Linked DNA regions of Mus musculus: region 2 is linked to region 1. The links are chromatin contacts, called in public Hi-C maps. All regions are on one chromosome and are shown on one strand. Each heading gives the region's core, a stretch centred on a gene start, on an enhancer-like site or on the middle of the called end of the contact. The rest is flanking DNA. Distances are from core to core; before and after follow the strand shown.

Evidence for each region. A called contact is a pair of places that touch in the nucleus more often than the background predicts.
Region 2: a contact with region 1 is called in a Hi-C map of muscle stem cells, with 2.0 times the contacts expected there. The contact joins the enhancer-like site here to the promoter of Lyrm2 in region 1. A contact is called at or near these places in 4 of 39 promoter capture datasets (cranial neural crest, frontonasal cranial neural crest, liver and 1 more), 2 of 484 Hi-C or Micro-C datasets (the AML12 cell line and muscle stem cells), 7 of 115 datasets of contacts at active chromatin or transcription factors (embryonic limb bud, embryonic stem cells, fetal liver and 2 more) and 1 of 9 other capture datasets (pancreatic islet).

What each region holds. Positions count from the first base shown.
Region 1 is chr4:32,798,998-32,802,083 of GRCm38.p6, reverse strand. It overlaps Lyrm2 (LYR motif containing 2), which reads right to left and starts at 1,825. Exons shown (of 3, transcript NM_175364.4): 1 at 1,749-1,825; 2 at 1,334-1,474; 3 at 1-941. The coding sequence starts at 1,793. The coding sequence ends at 861.
Region 2 is chr4:32,905,271-32,908,473 of GRCm38.p6, reverse strand. All of the region lies in intron 1 of Ankrd6 (ankyrin repeat domain 6), which reads left to right. Among named protein-coding and RNA genes, the nearest start is that of Ankrd6, 44 kb to the left of the region's middle. Within about 2 kb of position 1,688, at least 59 of the 459 cell types and tissues checked have an H3K27ac peak or open chromatin away from gene starts, as enhancers often do. A contact at or near this core is called in muscle stem cells, where this site is marked.

The DNA.
Region 1 (3,086 bases), core at 576-3,075:
TGTTAGGTGCAGGAGCTGAACTGCCCACCCAGTGCTCCCTCTTCTTGGTGTTCTTAGCTATTTCCACTAAAGCTCCGCGAGACCTCAGTCTTATGGTTATCAAACCATGTCACACCTGAAGAAAGTCACTTCAGAACTCTGAAGGACAAAGCAGGTTATTCAAGCAAGATCTAGCGCTGTTTCTAGCCAGTTCTTAACCTTCCTAATGCTGTGACCCTTTAATACAGCTCTAATTTTATGGTGACCCACAACTGTAAAAATTTTGTTACTTCATAACTGTAATATTGCTGTTATGAATCATAAATACCTAATACTAGACCCCCGTGAAAGAGTTGTTTGGCCCCAAAGGGGTCATGACCCACAGCAAGAGAATCACTTTTCTAGGGCAGTACACTGCCAGTCCTGCATCTGACTTTGTAACAGCTTGTGATCACATCACAACATACACTCATTTTGGTTTGTGTGCCACAGTGCCTGTGTGGAGGTCGGAGGGCAACTTTCTGGAGTGGTTTTTTTTTTTTTTCCACGATATGAGTGTCACAGGGACCAAACTTCTGTCCTTGGCAGCAAGAGTCTTCATGAGGAGCTATCTTTACCAGCCCTGTCCTCATTGCCTTTCTAAGAATTGCTAACTAGTCGTCTGTTTTTCAAAGGGGCTGCCATTTCACCTTCCCTCTGAGCAATTGAGGATTCCAACCTCTCATCTTGACATTAGTTCACGTTTAATTATTACAGCCACGGACTGTAGTGGAAATATTAACACGCTTCACTTATATTCTTGATCAGAGTGATTATCACCTTTTTGGGTGCTCTATGACAGTGGCTCGGAGCCTGTGCAAAACACATGAAAAATCTTCCAGTTACGAGTTGGCTAAGGCAAGCGTCCTTTCTAGTTCCTTTAGCTGCATATTGCCTTGGGTTATCATCATTCGGATTGTATCCTGTGGAGGAAAGGACAATCTAGTCATTGTTTTACCAGCTTAACCACGGCAAAGTTCTATTATTGTATCTGGTACAGTCAAGAACCAACAGTGGCTGTTACAGGTTGTAGCTGTGGGCTTACCAATGCCCAAGGCACTACATTCAATCCTGTCACCAAAAGGCACTCCCCCCATCCACCCCCCCCCCCCAAAAAAAAACAGTAGTGTGAAGTGGAAAGCTGGACGCTAGGCTACACAATACAAAGCCAGATGTGCTGCAAAACAAATGTAAAATACCCAGTGGGCAGTGAGCAAATTCTCTGTGGCATATTCCAAGGTGTTCGCTAAACTTCACAAGCTCAGTGATACAATGGGACAAAGGAGCCGTGGCCCCAGCGTGGTCTTGCTCTCACCTCTTCTGTGGCACTTTTGTTTCTTTTAAATTCTTCCCTGGCCCAATCCTGAAGGTATTTTCGGTCAGAATCACTTGGAACTTGCCTAATCGCTCGCAAAATCTTTCTGTAGAGGAGGAGAACTTGCTGCCTTCTCATGAACTGCTCAAGGGAAGGAGAAAGACAAGTTACCACAAACCAGCCGGCTCCACTCAGCAAGCAGAAATAGCCCTTTGGTCCTCGCTAGCAAACAGAACAAGAGAGAATCCTTGCGGACCGGCGGGCGGGCGGCTTGCGAGGGCGGGGCACGCCTAGCAGCTCCGCCCTCGGGAGGCTGAGGCTGTCGGCCGAGGCCCGCGGTGGCCGCGGCGAGCCAGGTCGCAGGGGGAGCGCGACCACACAGGACACCTCCGCGGGGCTGAGAGATCAGCAGTACCTGCTTCAGCGTCAGGGCTGCGGGAGGCAAGCGGGATGCCGCCATGTTGCCCACGGAAGCTGCTGCGGCTCAGGAGCGGAAGTGGCCCTCGGGCACCCTGGTCACGGAAGCGGAAGGAGGAGACGGATGCGCGAGTCCTGGGTTTTCCGCGGAGAACCCAGGAGCTCGGTCGCTTTTACGGGAGGGGAGAAAATGTGTGCCTTTTGAGCACCCTTGCTGTGTATAACTGAGAAGACCGCCATTATGCTGGCAAATTCCGTTTGCATCCTGGAAGCTTCTCTTTTTCTCTACACTTTATCCTACAGCACGCAGGTCGCCTCGATCGTTGCGACTCCGTGCGCTTTCCCTACTCGTGTGCCCTCTCGCTTTTTTGTTTTTGTCCCCCACATCACATACCCAGAAGTCAGGTTATTGAATCTGCTTCTCGTGTTTTGTTTTGGTTTTTCAATTTTTCTCTAACATGGGACGTTGGGGATCAAACCTGTATCATCAGGTTTGGGGCAAAGCACCTTTAATGTCTGAGCCATTTCAATGGCCCTTGGATAATTTCTTTATATAGAGAGCTTTAACTCTACATTAACATATTTGTTTCTTTTTTTGGTTTTTCGAGACAGGGTTTCTCTGTGTAGCCCTGGCTGTCCTGGAACTCGCTCTGTAGACCAGGCTGACCTCAAACTCAGAAATCCGCCTGCCTCTGCCTCCCAAGTGCTGGGATTAAAGGCGTGCGCCACCATGCCCGGCTAACATATTTGTTTCTTTTGAGACTTTACAATATTGTCTTCTACTCACAGCTGTTGTAAAAGTGTATTATTATGATCAGTTTTATATTTACTCCACGTAAGTTATTTTCATTTATGACACACTATGGATCTAAGTTCTTTTCCAGCCACTAGACTAAAAATTCAAGATCATTTATTAAATAATTCATGACTTTCTCAGGTCATTGTAGTAATCTTTTTGAATGCAGGGTCTTTTATTGTCTAAATAATTCGATCAGTCTTGTTTTATCTCGGCCAGGTATCAAGCTATAAATTTTGCTTTTTATGTTGTTGTTCTGGCAGATCCAGTAGTTTCTTGTTAGGATATTTTCTATGACCCTTGGAAAGGCACTGAGCTAATTTCCACATCACCTGGGGATATTTATAAGATTCATAATTAGTGCTGGGTCTAAATTGGGCACCGAGAACAGGTATTTTGTACATTCTTTTCTCTACACTCATGTTAGCCACAGGCAATGTTGTCATATAGATATATACTCCCTGTCTCAAAGATTTATACTTTGAGTAGGAAAGCTTTGAAGGTCAATGCAGTGTTACTTAATTGACTGAGAGTAGGTTC
Region 2 (3,203 bases), core at 439-2,938, 110 kb before region 1:
AGTCAGAAGTCTAGGAGTGGCAGAGCTGAATGGCTCTGGCTTAGGACTAGACTGGGGCTGGAGAGTCTATGTCTATAGGAGCTGACTCTTGGGCCTGTCGACTTTAATATTGAGACGTAACACAGGATGCTGTTGATGGTAAATGCCCTGAGATGGGGAGAGGCAACCTTGTCAGAGCCTGTGAGCATGGGTCCAGCCTCACAGCCAGGAGATGTCAACTTGAGCACAGAGGGACATTTGTGTGGAGCATAATTCAGAACAAGAGTGTTGCTCAAGCACACCTGCAGGACTGCCTGTGACAGTCGGCATTGGTGGCATCATCTGCGACTCAGCTACTAAACCTGACATCGTTGACTTGAGTATCCACATTTGAAAAGGAACAGCGCTGAGAGATGTCTTTTCCTGCGTGCCTATAGGCTTGTATAATCAGTGTGTTTATTTTATTAGTATACTGTTCGAGCTTTATTCTACAAAAACTTAAAATATCTTGGAGCTTGTCCTCCTGGCTTTTAAATTTGTATTTCTGTTCCAGCCTGAACAACAGATCTTTAGGAATGACGGGCCCTCTGTATACTGAGAGGGTGACAGCTACTGTCCCTTGAACACTGAAGTGCAGCCCCACCATCCCAAACATTGTCATAGATGAAGTGTGTGTGAGAGGTGGCTGGAGTGTTTCTGAGCAGTTCTATCTGTCTGGTTGTGGACCACTGTCTATCCACTTTCATCTTGCCTTGGGAGACAAGTGCTCTCTCGTCCTCCCAGGCCTGGAGAGTTAAAGCACACATAGGGTTGGGAGGTCTGTGTGTGTGTGTGTGTGTGTGTGTGTGAGAGAGAGAGAGAGAGAGAGAGGGAGAGAGAGAGAGACTGCACACAAGCGAGCTTCCTAAACCACTCTCACTGCAAATGAATGAGAATCATCCATTGGTGTTAAAAGGCCAGACAGAGTGGGACATTACCACTTCTGCCAAACCAGTGATGGAGTTGAAGTTCCAGCTCTCAGTGCTTGGGAGCCTTGGAAGCACCCTACATGTTGCTTTCACCCCCCAAAATAATAAGAATGAAACTAGAAGCTAAGGAAGTAGCCCACTGCTTCAGGCCTTGGAGGCCCAGGAAAGGCTGTGGTTTACTTGTGCTTCTTTGTATGCGTTGGCACCTGTAACAATTTATTACACAGTGCCCGCTTGTTATTTACATTACAAAGGCAAAACATTGCTTTAATATCTTTGCCCAAACAGTAAAAGTGACGCAATACTTAGGACTCGAGCACCTCCATAATTCTGCAGAGCACCTTCTATATTTTTTACAGTTAGAGATACACTCAGATGTGATGAGGTGAATATTATTTCTCCTTTGTGTGGATAAGGGGACATCTCAGAGATTGGGAGCCTGGCATGCTGCATCACCATCACCCGCTCCTGACTATTCTAAACCCTAAGTCCTTGAGTAGACATCGGTGCTGATGATGGGCAATCCAAACCCTTCTAGGTCTTGATACTTCCTAGCCGTCTGGTAAGTTCACGTGGCTACTTCTTCTAGTTAGAAATGTCTGTGTCACTTCTGGGCTGCTTGTGTGTGCTCATCCAATTCATGTTCTCCGCCTGTTGGCTACTGGCAAGGCTCCAGATGGTGGATGCTCTGTCAGCCTGAGTCAGAGCGGAAACAGCTGCCAACCCCAGGTGACGTATCCTTTGAGTGTTTGTCACCACAGCTTAATTTAGCACCAGAGGAATGTGCTGAATGCTGTAAGGGGCACATCAGCAAACAGGTTGCCACTGAAGGGTCTTCCCAAACAGTTGCACTAAAAAGCCTGTGTGAAATAATTGTTATAGACTCCAAGACATACAAAACAGGCACAAAGTAGACCACAGCCTTTCTCATGCAAGAACCAGGACTCTTCAGTCTCCTCAAGGCCTGACACAGCGAGCTCATTCCTCAGCTTCTAGTTTTCCTTATTACTATTGTTTTGTTTTGACAGCTCTGGTTATCCTGGAACTCACTCTGTACCCTGAGCTGGCCTTGAACTTAGAGATCTGCCTGCCTGTACCTACTCAGTGCTGGAATGGAGGGTGTGCAACAGACTATCAAATGAAATCAAATTATATACCATAAAATCCACTGCCTTTCAGTGTATTTACAGTTGCAACCCATCATCATAATAGAACATTTCATCGTTCCTCAGTGAAGCCCAGGGTCTGCTACAGTAATTTCCACTGTCCTACTCAACTGAAATCAGTTTCTGTGTTTGCCTTTTCTGAACAGATGCATGTAAATAAAGTATTTATATGCAAATTAAGTTGTTATTGACTAAGTTACTTGGAGGCCAAGGTCCTTGCTTTGTTCTGCTGAAGCTCTGCTGCATTGCACATAGTAGGTGTTCAGCTCTCTGTAGGGTGAATGGTGTGGAAGGCAGTAATGGAGTTTGGGGGTAGGTATAACTGGGAGTTGCTTAGATTGCCCTGCATGAAGAATGGAGGTAGCGTTAGAGTGACCAGCTGCCACACTCTGTTGCCTGTTCATCTAGATTTTAGAAATTTCTATCTTAGCTTTTTATGAGATGTGGACATTTACCCAGCAAGGGCCACCCTGGATGTGGAGTGTAAATCACAAATAGTAACCTACTGTAGCGTCAAGGTCATGAGTGGGCCCACCATAGCCCAGCTTCTCCTTCCTCTGCAGAGTCTTCCCCCAGCTACACTTTCCTCAGGCCCTCCCCAGGTTCCTTCTTCTCCAAGGAAGCTTGACTCCCTGTCCAGAGATGAGCTAAAGCTCTCAGAAGCACACATACAGGCATCAGGAGAGCCCTGCTGGCCTGAGCATCTCCTATCCCATCTGCATTCCCAGGCCTGAGTCACCAGGTGCTGTTCTGTAGTAGTCACCTGGGGTTTTCAAGACCACAGAGGGCAGCGTAGAGAAGTGGTTAAGAGCCGAGCAGAAGGCTGCATCAGGCTGAGCTGTTTGCAGCTACTGCCCTTTGGTAGCTGTGAGGTAGTGGGGACTCCCCAGCTATTCATTTTCTATCTGGAAAATAAGCATGTGAATAAGTCAGAGGTGTGAGTAGACTTTTGAGGGCTTTATAGAGTAATGGTCATGAAATTCTGAAAGCACAGCTCGCTTTATTTAGTAAAGTTATGTGGCTACTTTTAATGTTATCAGTAATTTGGTCTCATTGCGGATGTCACTGCTCCTTGGGGAAGGGAAAAAAT